Regions from separate parts of the Gossypium arboreum genome. Here region 2 is linked to region 1. The links are chromatin contacts, called in public Hi-C maps. All regions are on one chromosome and are shown on one strand. Each heading gives the region's core, a stretch centred on a gene start, on an enhancer-like site or on the middle of the called end of the contact. The rest is flanking DNA. Distances are from core to core; before and after follow the strand shown. Region 1 holds the start of LOC108469697 (sucrose synthase 2). Region 2 holds the start of LOC108469748 (peter Pan-like protein).

Region 1 (2,792 bases), core at 248-2,747:
TAAAATGTAACCTAAGATAAACAAAAGTAACTATTTTGATAATTTACCCTTAATTTTATGGTATACTATAATATATACAATTAGTAATATATAATTAAGGTATATTATGATAGCATAATTGTATATAAAGGTTACATATCAAATTTTATTTGGCATGTCAACTGAAAATAACATTTCCATATGTCAAATTCTACCGAATTGGCAAAAAATCTTCTCAAGGATCTCTTCTACTAATAAAGAATGTAAGAAAAGAGAAACAAACGAAAAAGAGTGGTTTATTTGAAATTAAAATTGGTCGGTAAAAAAGATTCTTTTTTGTAGGAGTAAGTCTAGTTGATGTAACAGAGGATTTTAACCTATATACAATTAGTTACATGTTTAAGGTTTAGATTACATTTTGTTAATAGAAATATGCACATTGTAATACCATAATGTTATAATAATTATTTTACATTCATAATTTAATTACATAACAATTAATATATTATATGTCATTAAACATGTATGTATACTATTTTATATGATATAATATATCATAATATTTATTTTAATTATATAAATATTATTTTTTTCTTTTAAAAATTAATGAATTTAATTGAACAAATAATAAAAGGGATAATTGTAAATCTAAAATTTTAAAGACTCCATCTTTTTGTTCGGTTAGGTTTACAAATACAAAAGAATAAGATTTAAGAAAAGCTATATGAAATTTAATAGAATAAGATGTTGAATGGGATATATTTTTGATAAATTATTTTTAAACATATTTAAATTTATTATAATTATTTAAATACTATATTAAATTTTATTATTTAATTTTAAAAATAATTTTATTGATATTTATAGTTCTTTATTATTTTATGTAAACTTTAATCAAAGTTGAGGATTAGCTTTGATAATTAAAGCACAGTTTTAATCGTCAAAGATCATGTATTTAAATCCCACATTAAATAAAATTTTATATATTTTGTGTCAAAATTTTAGTAAATTTATAGATTCTAGAATTTACAAATATCCTATAGGCTCCTAATTTCAAGCACAATTTTAATATATTTTAGTGGAGTCAATTTGTCTTACTTTTATTATCTTTGTTGTTTTTGAAGAAACGTGAAGAAAATGAACTTCTCTTCTATCCAATTAGGCATCAAATAATTATTCGTTTTATTATATTCTTACCAATAAAAATTAAGATCATTTTTCAACTATAAAGTTTTTAATGGCAAAAATCAAACATATGAATAATTGAGGGACTAAATAACGAAATTATCCAATTTTGTTTCAACATCATATGCGGCAACTTGGACTTTCGCCTTCATTACAAATTATTTCAACGTGTCGCAAATCCAATGAACAAAGAGTAAAACCATCAGCTGCGTCCGTCATCCCCTCGTTGCGCTGATCTATATTTATATTATATATGTAACCGCAGCGATTGCCTCACAGCTCACTCAAACTCACTGATTTCTCATAAAAACTCTTTTTCACTTTTTTCTTTCCAATCAATAATAGTTCACTTCAACAGCAGTAACAGAGTAGATACGAAGTCTAACAATGGCGAATCCTAAGCTCGGTCGAAGTCCTAGCATGAGGGACCGCGTGGAGGACACGCTTTCTGCTCATCGTAACGAGCTCGTTGCTCTTCTCTCCAGGTGCGCTCTTCCGCGATTTTACAGTTCCTATCACCTTGTTCTCTTTTTCTTTTCCGGATTTTAAATTTTGCAGTCTCTATTTGGCTTATGGGAAAACGATGAAAAGTAAAAGGAAAGGAAAGGAAGATATGTTACTGAAGTTTAGGGTTGTGGAATTTTGAAGGTACGTGGCGCAGGGAAAAGGAATACTGCAACCGCATACTTTGATCGATGAACTGGAAAATGTTGTAGGCGACGACAAAGCTAGAGAGAAGCTAAGTGATGGTCCCTTTAGCGAAGTCCTTAAATCTGCACAGGTCATTTCCCCCCCTTAATTATCGTATTAATTTTTAAGATATTGTTAGCTTTTATATGTTAAAAAGGATAAACGACTTTTTTAGATATTTATTTAATTTTCGTCCGTGATTCATGATGCAGTAAATAAAGTATCTAATACTTTTTAAATGCTTAATTGTTTTTTCAGCTAAATTATTTTTGTACTATTTAGTTTCAGTTGAACTTTTAGGTTTTTTTTTTTTTTTTTTTAAGATTCTGTTTTCCTAAATTTACTCTAATTCAATTTACAAATGAATTTCTGGATGTGTTTTATGTTCTTTCCTTACCTCGATGCTGCGTCTTTAAAGGAGTGTATGTAAACTGAAGTTTTAGTAGTAATGCTATTTAATTTTCACGCCTAACTTTCAGCCTTTGTACTAGGTAAGCTTTTAACGTCTGTCAAATGGAATATGTACGGTCTCGATTATGTTATTGTATTTAATATACTAAATTGTTGGGGTTTTTTTTTTTAATAACTACAGGAGGCCATAATTCTGCCTCCATACGTGGCTATAGCAGTTCGCCCAAGACCTGGTGTTTGGGAATACGTACGAGTCAATGTTCATGAACTCAGCGTGGAGCAACTGGATGTGTCCGAATATCTTCGCTTCAAAGAAGCACTTGCAGATGTGGGGTAAGCTTATTTTCTGTTCTTTTTAAGTTGCGTTTATTGTTTCTTTGAAGTCAATAGATTCATAGTACTTGATTATGAATGTCCTACCTCATAACTCATTGTGATTTTTCTTTTTACACATTGCGTAGGGAGGACAACCATTTTGTGCTTGAGCTTGATTTTGAGCCATTCAATGCATCCTTTCCTCGGCCCAA
Region 2 (2,700 bases), core at 93-2,592, 140 kb after region 1:
CGACTAGGAGTAGTAGCCACCTTAAATGTACCTTATTGTGAGATTTATTTGGCATTAGCAGACCTCTGATCAACCTCAAGATAATGCGCGTGCGAATTGTTCCTTTTCAACATCACTTGTAGAAGCCTCAATAGTTTGAAAGTTGTCATCCAACCATCTCATCTCGATCTAACTGCCCTTAAACCTGTTCGACACCTTCCCTAGTTGTTGCTCGCATGTTGCACTATATAAACATAAAAAATTAATAATCTAAACAACATAATAATTAACTATTAAAAATAAATAATTTAATAAATTTTCTTACCATTTGTAATTGGACGCTAGAGATATGCTTGTCATCCAAACAATTAAGTTGATTTACCATTTAAAAATTATAACGAAAAGAAAAACTTCGAAAAGAATAAAATTTTAAAAAAGAATTAAAAAAATAATTGAGGACCAGAAATTCGAAATTAAAAATTGAAAATTGAAGATTTATAATAGAAAATTGGAAATTGAGGATTGAGAATTTAGGAAGGAAGAATGAGTATTAAATATTTGATTGAAAAGAATGAAGTTTGGAAGGGTTTATATAGGAATTTTTATGACTGTTGGAGCCCTAGTAACTGTTGGAAAAGTTATCGTAAGAATAGTTACCTTTGAAAGGAAAACGTGTCCTACAAGGTGCGTTTTCACTTATGTGTTAGTGAAAACGAGCTCTGTAGGACGTGTCTTCAGGAGAAAGAATAAAAACATCGTAGATCGATAAATATGTTTGAATTCAGTCTACTTTTCTAATATTTTTTTCATCATATTTACCTAATTAACCTAAAAAAAACATTGTTAAGGACTTGAATTTTATTGAAGAATTTTAATAGTGTAAATCCAAAAAGTAGAATGATTAAATTCTCGTGGTTAGAATATGCTCTAAATTCCTATACTCATTGTACATTTGGAATATAATCCCTTTATTTTTCAAATTTCATAATACAAGTTATCAACACTATTCAGGTTCATTATAACGCTAATTTTTGTTACATGACTCCCGAGTTAGTATTCTTTTTATTTCAAAATTTCAAACTAGTGAATTTAATAAAAGAATCTTCAATGTATTGCCTATTGAATATAAAATTTGAAATATGAAAAATAGAAGGACTAAATTTTTAAAAATAAATAGAGAGACTAAATTCAAATGTAAAAATACAGAAATTAATGGTATATTTTAACCAATCCCTACAAAATAATAAGTAAGGGAGTAAATTCTATGTTAACCTAAAATTCAGAACCAAATTTTGGGGCTTAAAAAAGTAAATGGGCTGAAAGCTTTATAACTGGTTTAACCCAAACCAAGTTATTTGCCATATAAACTATAAAGAGCATAATTCCAATTTGCTGAGTGACAATTGCCCTTTTTTCCAAAAACCCAGCCTTAAACCCTTCTTCTCTTTCAATACTCCATTCGAACAGGTTGCGGCGTCTCCCTCCTCTGAGCCATGGCTCGTTTCCATAACGTAAGTAATAGCTCTGTTTCTTTAACTTTAGCATTGTGCGACTCTTTTCAAGTCCAAAATTAGTCTACTCAGCTTTTAATTTAGGCCTATTTTTGCACAGTTAGGGTTTTTTTGGGGGTTCTTTGTTTTTTTTTGTTGGTTTGGTTTAATCATGTTCTGGTATTTGAATTTTAAAAAAAAAAAAAACAGAGCAAGACGAAGGTCTTTGTTAAGCCAATTGTGAAAAAGCAGCAGCAACAGCAACAGCAACCGAATGTAGACCATATCACAGGGAATAAAATCCCAAAGAGTTTTGTGTTTTCGAGGGGGAAGCTTCCTGGTCCTCTTAGGCAACTTCAAATGGATTTGAGAAAATTGATGCTTCCTTATACTGCTCTCAAACTCAAGGTAGTTCCTTTCCCTCTTTTTTGTTTAAAAAAATGAAATTTTGTTGTTTTATAAGTTGTCCCTTTAATTAGATTTATTGTTTGTTGTTGTTTAATGGTTGCAGGAGAAGAAAAGGAACAATCTGAAAGACTTTTTGAACGTTGCAGGGCCAATGGGTGTAACCCATTTCCTCATTTTATCTAAAACCGAAACTTCGCCTGTCCTTAGGGTTGCAAAGACCCCTCAAGGCCCTACTCTTACATTTAAAATACATGAATATTCATTGGCTGTTGATATAGCCCAATCTCAATTGCGCCCTCGTTGCCCTCAGGATCTTTTCAAGAATCCTCCTTTGGTAATTTCTTCTACTCACACTGTCTCAGCAGTGGAACTTGTTAGGTTATTGTAATTCTTAGCTGCTTGTATAACTTAGAAATGGATGTCATTTTATGAGCCAAATACTGTTGTGTTTTTTTGTATTAAAACATAACTAAAGAGAGATAGAAACCTCATGCTTTCATTGAGTTTATGCCTTAACTTGTATGGAACCTTCATGGTAGTAATTCTGAATATATCTTTGGGCAGATTGTTCTGTCTGGTTTTGCGGCAGCAGATGAACAATTAAGGCTCACGACTATGATGTTCAAGAACATCTTTCCGGATATTGATATCAACACTGTGAGTTCACTTAGACAGTTAAATTATAGTATCCAAAGTGACCTCATTTCTTTTCTTCTTCCCTCTTTAACATTGTTTGGACATGAATGTTTCAGGTTAAACTTTCTTCTTGCCAGAGGATTGTGTTGCTTAACTACAATAAAGACACAAAGCTTATTGATTTTCG

Evidence for each region. A called contact is a pair of places that touch in the nucleus more often than the background predicts.
Region 2: a Hi-C map of leaf shows a contact between it and region 1, with 4 times the contacts expected there. The contact joins the promoter of LOC108469748 here to the promoter of LOC108469697 in region 1. A contact is called at or near these places in 3 of 5 Hi-C or Micro-C datasets (all in leaf).

Annotation. Positions count from the first base shown.
Region 1 is chr8:34,626,729-34,629,520 of ASM2569848v2, forward strand. It overlaps LOC108469697 (sucrose synthase 2), which reads left to right and starts at 1,498. Exons shown (of 15, transcript NM_001330032.1): 1 at 1,498-1,649; 2 at 1,813-1,945; 3 at 2,447-2,598; 4 at 2,727-2,792. The coding sequence starts at 1,552.
Region 2 is chr8:34,768,755-34,771,454 of ASM2569848v2, forward strand. LOC108469748 (peter Pan-like protein) reads left to right here and starts at 1,343. Exons shown (of 7, transcript XM_017770767.2): 1 at 1,343-1,490; 2 at 1,680-1,877; 3 at 1,981-2,211; 4 at 2,442-2,534; 5 at 2,630-2,700. The coding sequence starts at 1,473.